Regions from separate parts of the Mus musculus genome. Here all the other regions are linked to region 4. The links are chromatin contacts, called in public HiChIP or PLAC-seq and promoter capture Hi-C maps. All regions are on one chromosome and are shown on one strand. The core of a region is the stretch at or near the end of the contact, and the rest is flanking DNA. Distances in the headings are between cores, read along the strand shown.

Region 1 (2,700 bases), core at 87-2,586, 190 kb after region 4:
TTTGGTCTCCCGAGAGTTTGTTTTTCATTTTCAGCGCTCTCCGGGGGTGGTGGGGCGGGTATCTCTGATCACGGTCTATGCACCAACAAGACGCTGACGGACAAATATTGGAGGATGCGAATTTTTATTTGAAAACCCATAAAAGCTGGGTTAGAGGTCACAGACTCACGTTCACACGGACCCTTTCATGCTGCGTCACACAGAAGTGCACATTGGTGGGGGCTCGTGCTCTCCTCTTACGACGCTGCCGCAGTGCCCACCCTGGTCTGCTTGCACCCAAGCCTTTTAGGTCATAGATGTTTGCCTCCAGTTTGAACGGCTGTTGTTCTGTGGGGCCCAAGCAAAGAGGGACAGAGAGGAGGGGCACAGCTGCTTGTGGCTCCCGACACTCACCAGCCACCTGTGGCCCAGCATCTAGAGCCAAGCCCCGCGGCAGGTGGTTTGAGACAAATGGCTATCATACCTCCTACCATCCTTTAACCTTCACTCAGCGACCCCCATCAGGCCCTAACGCTCAATGTTCTGGGCAACACCCCTTCTGCTAATCCCTTTCTCTCCATCGAGCTGTTTCCTTTTTTAACACCCAGCACCCAGCAGTCAGACCCGAACAGGAGCTGACGGTTTTGCCCCTGGGCCACCTTGGAGATGCACAGCTCCCACTGGCTCTCCCAGACCTGCAGAGGTGGAGCCAGCCCACAAGGAGGGGGTCTGCAGTCACCATGAACTGGGCGAGATGAGGTCCAGCTGTCCCGCCGCCCCTGCTACCCTACTATGCCCAGGATAAGGATTTGCAGCTTCATATGGGGTTTGTGCAGGCTGAGCAGCCATAATTCTTCCTAATGTCCAGGCTGCCACTGGCCTGTAGGGGTTTCTCGACATACCTTGAGGTCTAGGGACCTTTCCATCCACCTCAAGCCAGCAGAGCTGCTGCCCCCAACTGTCCCGAGAGGTCTAATGACCACCCTCCACCGGAGCCAGCGGGGCCAACCTGACTTCTAGTGGAGACCACAGGAAGGAGATGGCTGTGCTCCACCGCTCTGGCAGACATCGGATCAGTCAAATCACTCCCACATAGACTCTCAACCCCTACACCCATATCTTTGCACGTACATCCCACAGACGCACAGTCACACACTCTTGCACCCGCCCCCTTCCTCGCACCTCTCACATCCCTGCACCCTTGCACACCCACGCACACATGCTGGCCCCCTCGTCCCCATTCCAAAAGGAGAAACGTGGAAATGGCTCACAGGCAGTTGCTGCAGGACGCAGTCGCGGGAGGACAGGGATGCAGTGTAGATGCGGAGGATGCAGTTCCAGGCGCTTCACCACCAGGCGGGGCGGGCTAGGGGCTGAAGCCTGAGAGCGAGGCTGTGGTTGCCATGGAGATGCAGGCTGGAGGAGGGACCACTGTGGCTCAGGTGGCCTCACACCCCCTCCCACGGCAGATCTCTGCACTGTCTCTTATCACACTCACACACCTGACACAAGCACTTCACACACCCACGAAATACATTTCACATACTTGATACACACTTCACCCTCCCATACGCACATATTGCTTGCTTTCTTTCTTTCTTTCTTCCTTCCTTCCTTTCTTTCTTTCTTCCTTCCTTCCTTCCTTCCTTCCTTCCTTTCTTTCTTTCTTTCTTTCTTTCTTTTTTTTTGTTGTTGATTTTTGTTTATTTGTTTGTTTTTTGTTTTTCAAGACAGGGTTTCTCTGTGTAGCCCTGGCTGTCCTGGAACTCATTCTGTAGACCAGGCCTCAAACTCAGAAATCCACCGCCTCTGCCTCCCAAGTGCTGGGATTAAAGACGTGCGCCACCACTGCCCGGCTACATATTGCTAAGACACACTTCATACACAATTTACACCCCTGACACACACAGCATGCAAAGGCATACATCACACCAGTTCTCACATCTCATGTCACTTCACTGCAGGGGGGCAACCAGGAGACCAGAGGAGCCCTGGCTGCTCCTCCAGCTGGGATTCCAGGGGTTAAGGGAGAGCCTGTTCCTTCCCCTGAGATCTCACAATAGAAGCTGGGGTCAGGACAGCTGTGGTTGGCCTCTGACCTAGAGGGCGCTCCTCTAGACGCCTTTCCATGTCTGAATTTCTGGGCTGGAAGCTTTCCTAGGACTGGCCTTGTCTTGCTTGGTCACTGGTGCCTGAATAATGGTAATATGCAGAAGGCACTGGACAGATGTTTAGTTGATAGTATGCCTCGCTTCACACAGGGCATCTCTAGTGGCCGTGCTTCTCCTGGTCTTCCGCTCGAGGCAGCAGTACTCTCTGTTCACAGTTCTGTCTTGCTGTTGACTGGAATCCGCCTTAAAAAAGATTTATTTATTTATTTTATGTATATGAGTACACTGTAGCTGTACTGATGGTTGTGAGCCATCATGTGGTTGCTGGGAATTTGAATTCAGGACCTCTGCTCACTCTGGTGGAGCCCACTCAATCCAGCCTAAAGATTTATTTATTATTATACAAAAGTAAACTGTAGCTGTCTTCAGACACACCAGAAGAGGGCATCAGATCTTATTACGGATGGTTGTGAGTCACCATGTATTTGAACTCAGGACCTTCAGAAGAACAGTCAAGTGCTCTTAACCGCTGAGCCATCTCTCCAGCCCTGACTGGAACCCTCTTGCTGTCGTGAATCACGGCTTGTCCGCAGACAGGTATCTGAATTGT
Region 2 (2,700 bases), core at 199-2,698, 220 kb after region 4:
TGCCCCTTCTTAGAATTGGGAACAAAACACCCATGGAAGGAGTTACAGAGACAAAGTTTGGAGCTGAGACAAAAGGATGGACCATCTAGAGACTGCTATATCCGGGGATCCATCCCATAATCAGCTTCCAAACGCTGACCCCATTGCATACACTAGCATGATTTTGCTGAAAGGACCCAGATATGGCTGTCTCTTGTGAGACTATGCCGGGGCCTAGCGAACACAGAAGTGGATGCTCACAGTCAGCTATTGGATGGATCACAGGGCCCCCAATGGAGGAGCTAGAGAAAATACCCAAGGAGCTAAAGGTGCAACCCTATAGGTAGAACAACATTATGAGCTAACCAGTACCCCGGAGCTCTTGACTCTAGCCGCATATGTATCAAAAGATGGCCTAGTCGGCCATCAACAGAAAGAGGCCCATTGGACTTGCAAACTTTATATGCCCCAGTACAGGGGAACGCCAGGGCCAAAAAGTGGGAGTGGGTGGGTAGGGGAGTGGTGGGGAGGGTATGGGGAACTTTTGGGATAGCATTGGAAATGTAAATGAGGAAAATACTAAATAAAAAATATTAAAAAAAAATTCACAGTGGAGTACTAGAAGTCTGTAGAGGAGTTGAGCCAAGGAGTGGGAAGGGAGGAACTATTCAGCTGGCTAGGAAGGAAAGTGGGTGTGTCGGTATGGGCTACGCTGATTGGGTGGCTTGAAGGACACGATCAGGAGAGACTGTGGAAACAGCAGAGACTAGACAGGAGGCACTATGGACAAACCTTTCCCAATACCCAGGCTGTCTTACTTAACCTACTTTCACATTCTCTTAAAGCTACCTAAACACATGGGATTTCACAACCAACATGCATGTTCCCAGCTGACACTCATAAAAGTTCGAGCGTTGAGAAGCTATTACACCCAGAGCCCTCCCACTAGACATGGCTTCGAGGTGCTAGGATCTGGCTGGGCTTGTAAGGTGAGACTAAGGTCAGACTGAGGAGCGGGGAACGGGGTAAGGAATTGGGAAGGGGTCAGTCGAGCGCTGGAGTTGGAGGCTCAGAAGGAAGATCACCAAGCTAGAGTCAGTGGTCACTTGCAGGAAATCTGGGTTTAGTGTGGGGATGCGTACTCGAATCCAGGGTCCAGGTACTTCAGAGTCAAGTGTTGGGAGTGCATGCTTGTGGAAGTAGGGGGTCAGACAAAAGATCTAGAGTTAGGAGAGAAGGGCCAGGATCAAGTGAGGATGCGTGCAGGCCGGGGTTTAGGGACCACCCAGAGGTTATGGGTGGAGAAACCACCCAACGTGGGTGGGGTGACGCACCCCGCCGGTGTCCGCACTCACCCGAGGCGAAGCGCCGTAGTTCTGGGCAGCGGACTGAGGACAACAGTGAGCTACAGGCTCTGGGCAGCAGAGCACGCAGGGCCGCCATGGCGGAGAGACGATGTGTTCCGCCCACAGAATCGCCCCGCCTGCAGAATCGCTCCGCCCCAGATCCCAGGCGGGATGAAGACGGAAGCTTAAGGGGTGGACCCGTGACCTGAGCGGGCTGGTACAGAGGGCGGGGTGGGGCAGCGTGGGGTGCTGGGCTGCGGTTCTTGGAGTAGTCTGTTAATTGCATCACTTTGGTGGTGTGCCCTTGGCGGGTGCCCGGTTTACGAAGCCAGACTGGGAGACATGGCTGTGCCCTTTCCCCTGTGATGGCCGTATGCTTTCGTTCTTGACCAGGGGAAAAACTACGGGAAGACGCGATCACAGATACAGTAATAAAGCATAAAGCGGTAAAGTGCAAGACGGTTTTGTTTAGCTTTGTGTGAGGGTCTTACTTCATAGCCCTGGTTGGCTGGAACCCTCCTTATGGGCCAGGCTGTTTCTCAATCTCACAGAGATCCATTTGCCTCTGCCTTCCAAATGCTTGGATTAAAGGCATGAGCCATTATACCCTGCTCCAGAGGTATTCTTTACATGACAACTGACTAGCTTCATAACACCAGGTTAGAAATAGCTGTGATTTTACAAGATGAGAAGATTTCACATAAATTTAAAAGAAAGCCAATGTTTTGTTCACGTAAATTATCTTGAATTATAACTTAAAAATATTTAGCAAGTATTATCAGGCCTTCATTTGTATTCTTGCCCTGGTCCTGCAAACCCTAGGATAGAGATAAAGGACAGAATCTCCAGACAAAAGCAAGCTTGATACTGTTATGCCGGGAAGTTTGTGAACCCCAAAAGTCCACCAAGGAGCCTTTTCGATGTAATAGTATTAGGGTCTCTATTACAGGCTCAGGCTTGGGCCCTCTCCTCCAACTCAACCCTGACACAGCAGGACAGGAAGGGAAGGCAGAGAAGCCTTGAACTCTCATCTGGACAGGGCTTTACAAGAAATGGAAGGTAAGAGAGGGGGTGTCCATCTTGGAAAGTATCTAACTGAAGGTCTATTGTAAGCCGACTGTATTCAGTCACAAAGGGTCTGAAAGTGCATCTGAAACAATCAGGCTAGTCTTTGTTTTACTGTTGTTAGGAAGTAGCTACAGAGTAACGCTGGCCAAGGACAAGCCATGGGGTCTTTCCTGGTACGTGGGTACAACCTGGGTTCTTCTGTAGGTCAAGTTCTCAGGCTTTTTTTTTTTTTTTCTTTTAGATAGAGGCTGGTCCCAAGATGGAGTAGGTTTGGATTCTCAATACTTTAAAGAAAACAATCCAAACC
Region 3 (2,733 bases), core at 9-2,508, 210 kb before region 4:
CAAAGAATACCCAGGTGAGCCAACTAGCCACCCCAGCACCCACTGCTGCTCATCTTCATTCCTGGCATCCAATGCAAACTGGTTTTCACCCCAGCTTATGCACAGTCCGGGGACAGCGAAGACCCTTGAGCAACCACAGCTGGCTGTGCCTGTGGGTTCCAGACTCTCCCACCTCCCGCTCTGCCCAGCCCAGGAAGGGCTTTGGGGGAGAGAAGACAGAAAGGTCATAGCACCCCCTTGCAGAGGTGGGAGGTCATATGGACTCATGTCAGGCACCTGGCGAGTACCGAGCGGAGAGAAAAGCACAAATGGGAACTGCCGATGTTTTTTGCATCACTGTGAAGGAGACTCTGGTTCCTCAGTCCCATTTTGCTTTAAAGCTTCTCTAAGACCTGCCTTGCTGCCATCCCTGGAGGTGGGGTGAGAAGTGGAGAGGGGTAGTCTTACCACATTTTCCTCTGACTGTGGGGCACAAAGCTGGGCCCTGCACAGGTGCGCTCGGCCCAAAAACTGAGTGATTGGCGCCTTCACTTTGAAGTACATCTGGATGCAGTCTTCGCTTATCTCAGGCTCTTTCATCTGTAGGAGATTGAAGCCAGGAAGAGGAAGGAAGATGCCCAGGATGAAGGCGCTCTGGGTCACTGGTGAGGCTAGCTTGGTCATTTCTATACTCACAACACTCATCAAATGTCCCATCCACCCTAACCCTGTGCCGTTTACACCCAAAGATGTGAAGGTGGGGACAGGTTCATTGTGTGCCAGTGACAGCCAGTCACTCAAGGGCTTCACCTTGAGTGCCTGCTCTGCACACAGCACAAACAGGTCCGGGCTGAAGCTCTCTGTGGGGTCAAGCTCCGACTTTCCCAGGTTTGCAGACTTGATCAGTTCATAAGCTCTTCGCAGGGCAGTTGCATCTATCGGGCAGAGGATCAGCAGAGGGGCCCAGCATAGGTATGTCAGAGAGACACAGTCCACAGTCCCTGGAAGAGCCTTCCTCTGGCACAGAAATATGGGTCTGAATTCCTGGCCAGGTTGCTTTCAACCATCCCCACTCAGCGACTAGGCCAGGGTTCAACAACTGTATCCACCGCATCGCATCACGGACTTTTGTGCCACTCTACTTAGGTCAAGGGGTTCCCATCAGCAAAGTTAGAGTGAGACCCACCTTGTTGATTCCGGGCACGGGCCAGTTCCTGCGTTATGATCAGGTCCATGGCCCTGGAGGCCCTCAACTATACAGCTCCACTGCTGGACCAGTAGCGGTTGCCTAGAGACGGGGCCCAGACCAAGGACGCGGGAGCTCGGGGCGGGGCTACACTTGAGGAGTCCGTGACGCTGGGAGTAGGGAGGGGAAGGGGGCGGGGAAGTAGACAAGAAGCAGGCGGAGCGGAACTGATGGACACCGAGTGAGGCCAGGTCAAGAACTCTTGAGTGTTGAATTGGCACCCAGGGCACCCATACCATGCTGTCTTCACTTTCCTTGCCAGGCTGCGCTCACCTCCCATCCATCCACCCATGTTTCTGTGTCCTGCTCTGTTGCGGCACAGAAAGACAAGGGAACTCCACAAAACCTCCCTGCTCCGGTAAGCGCGGGCTGGACGGATGCAGGAAAAAGATCTAACAGAAGATGCCTACCAGAGCAGGAAGGTGGGCTGCTGGGTACCAGTCGGACAGGGAAGTTGCCAGCCTCAGAAAGCGTGCCCCTTTCTATCTGCAAGGGCCACCTGTGGCGGGTCTACATGTGTGACATTATCTAAGGGATCTGAGGAGTGAAGACTGAGTAGACCCGCCTGTAGCTGCTGCCTGGGCAAGAAGCCTTGGAATTGGAGCAGTTCTGGGATCAGGAAGGATGCGGGGGGTGGGGTGGGGGGACGCCACAAACGCTCTAGAGCCCTTGTTCGAGGATCACTCTTAGAGATGACTTTCATTAAGACATAGTAGTCTTGGAGGTCCAAGCTGGGGCAGAGCCCGGAGCTGCAGGAGGAGCTGCGCTTCATCAGCTGAGAAGCAGTGGTCGGTGGGCAATGATGGAGATCCCCGGGGCAGCAGGTGGGCAGCAGGTTAGCAGGCGTATAGGCAAAGACAAAGCTGACTCTAGTATCCTAAATGAGCGTTTAGAACGGCGTGCAGAAGGACAAACGTGTATACAAGATCTAAGGGAAAAAGCCGCAGTCCCCAAGGCCACGCCCCCAGTGACCTACTTCCTCTAGCCAGACACCACCTCTTAAAGAATACCGAACCTCTCGAAATAGCGCCACCTGCTGGGACTATGAGTCAGCACATGAGCCCGTGAGACCTTAGCAGGCGCAAACTAAAAAACCACAGAGGGAGAAACAGATAAAATCTTTCCTCAGAAGTAGAGTCTTCTGATCTTTTGAAAGAAGCTGTTAGGAAAATGAAAAGGTAGACTACAGGTTAGAAGAAAACATTCATAATAAAATCTAATACAAGACCTGTGTCTAGATTATATAAGAGTTCAATGGATAAATCACAGGCAAGTTTTAGAAGATGCCAAAGACTTGGATAGACACTTGACAACGTGAGCTACTTGACTACCCAGTGAGCAGGGAATGAGTGCAGCCGCCACCGTTGCCAGTAATCAGAGAAACAACACAAAGAAATGCCTCCCACATTCAAACCCATTAGTGCAGCTAAAATCAAGAAGCCTGATGATAGAGGTCCTGGTGGGGACAAACAGCTGCATGTGCCACACAGCTGGTGGGGATAAAGTGA
Region 4 (2,702 bases), core at 115-2,614:
GCTCAGGGGAACAGGCTCAGGGGAACAGGCTCAGGACAACATAGGCTACAGAGGAGCACAGACTTGGGAGCACCTTTTGTAGGGAGCACAGACTGGGATAAGAGCGTGGCTGGAGGAGCACAAGCTGAGGGCATCACAGCCTACAGAGGAGGATAAACTAAGGGAGCACGGGCTGGAGGGAGTGGATTGAAGAACAGGCTGGGGAGCACAGGCTGGGTGGAGGACAGGCTGGGTGGAAGACAGGCTGGAAGTGTACAGGCTGGGTGGAGGACAGGCTGGGGAGCACAAGCTGGGCAGAGGACAGCCTGGGAGTGTACAGGCTGAGTGGAGGACAGGCTGGGGAGCACAGGGTGGGTGGAGGACAGGCTGGGGAGCACACAACAAGGAGAGGATAGGCTGGAAGTGTACAGGCTGGGTAGAGAACAGGTTGGGGAGCACAGACCAGGGGAAGACAGACTGGGGAGCACAGACCAGGGGGAGGACAGGCTGGGGAGCACAGACCAGGGAGAGGACAGGCTGGAAGTGTATAGGCTGGGTGGAGAACAGGTTAGGAGAGCACAGACCAGGGCAGCACATGGAGGAAAAGGTGGCTGAGAAGCATCAAAGCTTGAACAAAGGAAGGAGTCAGCTTGGCCCAAAGCAGCGGACTGAGGCACAGGGCTCAGCCATCTATCTAGAGCCCGGAGACAGGTTGCAGCTAAAGCCCGGGAGTCCAAACAGTGTCTGCTGGTCACATCTGCCCCCTTCTGACCCAAAACAGTGTTGGAGGAGTGAGCAGACCTGTGAGATGTCTGTTCTCCAACTCAAGTTTCCAGTACCTTCCATCACCTACCCTGGCTGCAAGCTCTTGAATAGCTAATAATTGGAAGCCCTAAGGGCAGGCTGTTGAGAATTAGCATCCCTAACTGCGTTGTATCCTTGGACTCTGCATGACCAGTTACAAACCCACCCTCCTTCACTCAAGGAGCGCATAGCAGAGTGTCTACTATTATGTCTGATCAGTCTAGGCTCTAGGGATAGAGCCAGCAATGCCAGGAGCCGATCTGACCTACAGTGTGCTTCAGGAGCTGTGGTCCATAGTTCTGCCAGCTAAGGTTGTAAAGACTGTCAGAAACAAAAACACTAGCCTGTGGAAGGGGTTCTATGTCTGTCCTTTGCCAAGTTTGGGAGAGCCATGTAGTCCTTTGCTGTGCTTGTGGTGAATGAACTCTGATTCTCTGCCCATCACTGGACCCAGCCAAGGAAAAGACTCCAGGAGCTAAAGAACCCAGTACCTGCCCCAGTCCGTGGCTGCCACTGGAGGTGACTGCAGCAACCCCGCCCCTGGGTTGGGTGGGGCGGGAACTGCGAAAGTCCTGAGGACCAGTGTGATCTAGGTGGGCTCAGCCTTGGTACCCTCAGTCTAGGTAGGTGCAGACCCCTAGGATGGCCGCTGCGCGGAGTGGCTCCGCCCCGAACTGTCACAGACAGCGCAGGCAGGCGCAGGGTGCACCCCGGAGGCTGACGTAGTTGAAGACATCTGCGGAGCCCAAACTCGGCCCCGGCCCGCCAGTGACCACGGCCCTCAGGGAGCCACCCCCGGCCCCGCCCCAGGCGTCCCCGCGCCACCGTTTGGCGACACTGCGGCAGGCAGCGGGCGCGTTGCCATGGCGGCCGGGCGCGCGTAGCTGGCGGTGCCCAGCTCAGCCCGGCAGGCTCAGAGGCGGCAGCCAGCTTGGACCGGGATCTGCCCGGGAAAGGACCCGCCAGAGAGGGGATCTGACCCAGAGAAAACCTGCTGGGGAGGGGATCCCAGACCGGAGCTCTGTCCAGGGCCAGAGTTGCAACCTGCGCGCAGGCCCTGCTGAGCGCCAAGATGCAGGCCATGGACCCAGCCTCCCGGGGCTTCTACGAGGAAGATGGCAAGGACTTGGACTTCTACGACTTCGAGCCGCTCCCCACCCTGCCGGAGGATGAGGTGAGCCCGTCCCAGAAGCCCACCTGCTCCAGAAAAGGGGTGGGGAAAAGAAGTGGGTGGAACACAGCTCTTCTGCTGCATAGATTCTGGCCCCTCATAGTAGCAACTGCTAGGGGATCCTGTCCTCAGCCCCACCCGCCACAGAACAGCTGGAATGCTATATGGGACAGCAATGGGACTGTCCCTGTAAAGTTGGCTACTGGAGGAATGGGCTCTTGGTTTTAATCCTTGAACAGAATTGGGGGGGGGAGGGTGAAGATTCTGGCAGGTAGGGACAATAGGGACACACCTGACCTCCACAGCTGGCCAGGTGTTGAAGCAGATGAGCTTAGGAATGGCCAGTGAGACCCCTTCCCATCATTGAGGGTTCTTCCTTCTCTGGAAAAACCTTCCTCCCCCAAGTTCCCTGAGAGCCTCTAGTACAGAGTGGCTGGAGCTACACAGAGCCCCTCTTGGTTGGAGAAGCGAGGGACCCCTTCCCTAAGCCCCCAAACAATGGTCATGCACAAACTCCATGTTTTGAAAAAGCATGGCAAGCAGCCCCCCCCAAAAAAATGCTCCCGGGGGTATCTTGAGCTCCCTCAAGAATACAGGACCTTTGAGGAGCTCCTCCAAACCAGGCTCTGGAGTCCCTGTAAAGAATACACCATTCTTTAGTCCCTGAAATACCCTGGTGCTAGAGACCCTCCACCAGCCTTTGCAGCTGGTCTGGCCAGCAGATGAGTGAAAGTTAGCCAGAATCCTC
Region 5 (2,787 bases), core at 230-2,729, 190 kb before region 4:
ACACAGAATTGTGGGTGATTAAGTGTTCTTTCTGCTGTCCGTTCCCTGTAACTCAGTGGGAAGCTGTGTCATCATTTTTTGTTTGTTTGTTTTTTTGTTTTTTCTCTTTTCCAAGACAGGGTTTCTCTGTGTAGTCCTGGCTGTCCTGGAACTCACTTTGTAGACCAGGCTGGCCTCAAACTCAGAAATCCGCCTGCTTCTGCCTCCCAAGTGCTGGGATTAAAGGCATGCGCCACCATGCCCGGCTGTGTCATCATTGTCTGATCATTTTTCTCCCCACCCCCAACCCTGGTCACTCTACCGACTCGCTCCTGGTCTGTGTGTTTAGGTCTGACTTCTCTATGTTTATTCTGCTTCAGGCTTGTTGGACTTCTCTTGGCCATATTCCCTTAGGTTTTTGTCTACTGTCTTTCTCATGTCCTTCTGGGGCTCCATATGCACGAGCATCATGCTGTTTACTCCTCTTCATCGCTTTCAAAATACTGCCTCTCTTTTTTCACTGTAGAGATCTGAACCTGCTGGCGGGTGGCTGAGGCTACTAGTATGGATGGGGCTGTGCTGGAGCTGTGCTCATGGAGGTAACAAACCATTTTAGACAGGCTTACTCATGGGGACTAGGGGAGGGCCATTTCCCCTTCCCCTTGAGGCCATATCTCTCTGTTATAGAAGCATACATTGTAACTTACCAGCCCTTCCAGAATCCCAAGGGGCAGGGGCCTTAAACCATTCATTCTACATGCTGTGTGGACTTCAAGCATACACTGTCCCTGGGTCCAGCCCAAGATGTTGGATATCTCTATCACCAGCCTACGAGACAGTGTCTGGAACCCTCAGTTCAGGATCCTGGTAGGTGACGGCATGCTCTGTGTCTTCCTTGGGACAGGAAAGTGTCATGGTGCTCACTGCTTCCTGACAGCTTCCCCATCCTCAGATGTGGACGATCAGTTCCACCCTATCCACTCCAAGCTCTGTGGTCAGGTAGACATCACCATTAGCTGTGATGGGAGCTGAAGGCCCAGTCCTCAGCACAGGCTGGCAGGCCTCTTCCCTGTGCCCCACTTAAGTTAGCTACACTTGTCCCAGCTTACTCCAGGGTGCTGTGGGTGACTCCGTACCTATAGAGGACACTGGTGACCACCAGGTGGCAGCAAAGGAAAGTATCAGCTGTTCTGTGCTGACCTGGCATCTGCCGATTTTCTCCCTTCCTCTTTCTTCCTTCTCTCTTTCCATCTCTACACCCACCCTCCCTTCACCTCTGTTTCTATCTTTCTCCTCCTTCTTCCCTCTCTCTTCCTTTTCTTCGTCCTCCCCTCCCTCTCTTCCTCCTTTCTCCTCCCCCCTTTCTCCCTTCCCACTTTTGAAGGTTTACTTAGACTTAGCAAATATCCTGCTTTTAGTTACATAAGCCCCCACCCCCACCCCCCGCAGCTGGACAGATCTGGGTAAAAATAACACTTGTCAGGCGTGATTACCTTCCTGTCCTCTGAGCTGAGTTGCCTCACCTCCCTGCAGAGCTATTTAAAGCCAGGCAAGCATCAGCTCTTCACCCATAGGTTTTGAGGCTTCAGAAGGTCTTGGGTAGAGGGGCCCAGGGACATCTTCACCTGGCCACCTGGCTATGGTTGTCATGCAGAAACAAGGCCCTGGGAAGAAAGGGAGGGTTTAGACTCAGGCTGGACAAGACACAAGGAGGCTTGCATGCTCTGGATGCCAATGAGTCTGGGAGACAAGAAGAACCTGGCCTGGTGGAGATGCTGGGGGTGGGGATGAACGCTGAGTACAGGTATATGTCTGCCAAGTATTGGAAGCAGAGGACCATGGCAAAGGCACCTCTGCTCTTCTGTAAAGATCTGGAAACTGGGGCAGAAATGAGCAGGTCTAAAGGCAGATCAGCACAGGAGCCCATCCCAGTGTGGTGGGCAGCTGGAGTGAAGTAGGCTGTCAGAATACCCTGAAGTGCAGCCTATCCTCTGCCCCCTCTAGCCAGCAAATGCAGCCTGATCTGTCTTGGGAAGAGCGCAAGTACCCCAGGCAGGATCCTAGCGCACTTGCAGAACCACGTGAGGGTCTGCAGTCTGAGGAAGAGTGATGAATGCTTGCTCACAAGCATCTCACTCACAATGAGACATTCCAGGGTAGCAGCCCACTGGCTAAGAGGAGTCCAGAGGGTGCCACTCCTTCTTATAGTCCCCCGACTCTCAAAGGTAGGCAGGGGTTAGCTGGGGCTCCAGATGGCTATTGGGGGCAGGACTGGGCCCAGGAAGAGCAAAGATCATGCCACAGAAGCTACAGTCTCCCTGTCTACCTTCCTTCTCCTTCCCTTCCTCCCAATTTGTGAGCTGACTGGGTTCCTTTCGTGGCCAGCTTGGTAGCTTGGTTTCTGAGCCATGGCTTGCAGCCAAATCCTAGTGAGATAGTTTCATATTTTACTGCTTTTAGAGAGAGAGAGAGAGAGAGAGAGAGAGAGAGAGAGAGAGAGAGAGAGACTGTCCTAGTCTCAGGTCCTTACAGAGCAGCCCAATCTCTTCTCATCCACAGCATCAGGTTTTCCCAGACCCCAGGTTCCTACCCCTAGCTGTCCCCCAGCTTGAAGATCGGCAAGTTGTTTTCCCCTAAGGACCAGCTGTTTTGAGATCAGAGGCCATGAGAAAGCAAACCAGCACAGGGGCCCTTCCAACCACAGGTTTCTTCCACACAGAAACAAGGCCAAGGCCATCTGACCACCTGCCTCAGCTGCTAGCTTTCTGGTGGGGGAAGATTGTCTCTGCATCAGCACCTTTGGAGACA

Evidence for each region. Promoter capture Hi-C pulls out the DNA fragments that hold promoters and counts their contacts. HiChIP or PLAC-seq counts read pairs in DNA pulled down with a chosen protein or histone mark. Capture Hi-C pulls out chosen DNA fragments and counts their contacts.
Region 1: a contact with region 4 is called in a promoter capture Hi-C map of pancreatic islet. The contact joins the promoter of Caly here to the promoter of Kndc1 in region 4. A contact is called at or near these places in 3 of 39 promoter capture datasets (the HPC-7 cell line, embryonic stem cells and neural stem cells), 10 of 484 Hi-C or Micro-C datasets (embryonic stem cells, epiblasts, morula and 2 more), 5 of 115 datasets of contacts at active chromatin or transcription factors (embryonic stem cells and pancreatic cancer cells) and 2 of 9 other capture datasets (liver and pancreatic islet).
Region 2: a contact with region 4 is called in a promoter capture Hi-C map of embryonic stem cells. The contact joins the promoter of Echs1 here to the promoter of Kndc1 in region 4. A contact is called at or near these places in 2 of 39 promoter capture datasets (embryonic stem cells and hippocampal neurons), 1 of 115 datasets of contacts at active chromatin or transcription factors (pancreatic cancer cells) and 2 of 9 other capture datasets (adipose tissue and liver).
Region 3: an H3K4me3 HiChIP or PLAC-seq map of forebrain shows a contact between it and region 4, with 5 times the contacts expected there. The contact joins the promoter of Cfap46 here to the promoter of Kndc1 in region 4. A contact is called at or near these places in 22 of 39 promoter capture datasets (the 3T3-L1 cell line, 3T3-L1-derived adipocytes, the C10 cell line and 11 more), 1 of 15 datasets of contacts at CTCF or cohesin (embryonic stem cells), 2 of 484 Hi-C or Micro-C datasets (embryonic fibroblasts and nephron progenitors), 13 of 115 datasets of contacts at active chromatin or transcription factors (T-cell acute lymphoblastic leukemia, embryonic basal ganglia, embryonic forebrain and 6 more) and 2 of 9 other capture datasets (adipose tissue and embryonic stem cells).
Region 5: an H3K4me3 HiChIP or PLAC-seq map of forebrain shows a contact between it and region 4, with 5 times the contacts expected there. The contact joins the enhancer-like site here to the promoter of Kndc1 in region 4. A contact is called at or near these places in 13 of 39 promoter capture datasets (the 3T3-L1 cell line, 3T3-L1-derived adipocytes, cranial neural crest and 6 more), 2 of 484 Hi-C or Micro-C datasets (embryonic fibroblasts and nephron progenitors), 8 of 115 datasets of contacts at active chromatin or transcription factors (embryonic basal ganglia, embryonic forebrain, embryonic hindbrain and 4 more) and 2 of 9 other capture datasets (embryonic stem cells and pancreatic islet).

Annotation. Positions count from the first base shown.
Region 1 is chr7:140,081,212-140,083,911 of GRCm38.p6, forward strand. Caly (calcyon neuron-specific vesicular protein) reads right to left here and starts at 1,337. Exons shown (of 5, transcript NM_001190385.1): 1 at 1,251-1,337.
Region 2 is chr7:140,114,973-140,117,672 of GRCm38.p6, forward strand. Echs1 (enoyl Coenzyme A hydratase, short chain, 1, mitochondrial) reads right to left here and starts at 1,449. Exons shown (of 8, transcript NM_053119.3): 1 at 1,335-1,449. The coding sequence starts at 1,422. It also overlaps a transcript of Paox not described here.
Region 3 is chr7:139,682,557-139,685,289 of GRCm38.p6, forward strand. Cfap46 (cilia and flagella associated protein 46) reads right to left here and starts at 1,259. Exons shown (of 59, transcript NM_001302546.1): 1 at 1,166-1,259; 2 at 790-914; 3 at 448-579. The coding sequence starts at 1,214. Gm32680 (a long non-coding RNA gene) reads left to right here and starts at 1,498. Exons shown (of 3, transcript XR_389968.2): 1 at 1,498-1,583.
Region 4 is chr7:139,893,332-139,896,033 of GRCm38.p6, forward strand. Kndc1 (kinase non-catalytic C-lobe domain (KIND) containing 1) reads left to right here and starts at 1,365. Exons shown (of 31, transcript NM_177261.4): 1 at 1,365-1,957. The coding sequence starts at 1,856.
Region 5 is chr7:139,702,507-139,705,293 of GRCm38.p6, forward strand. No RefSeq gene overlaps it. Among named protein-coding and RNA genes, the nearest start is that of Gm32680, 20 kb to the left of the region's middle. Within about 2 kb of position 1,480, at least 24 of the 459 cell types and tissues checked have an H3K27ac peak or open chromatin away from gene starts, as enhancers often do.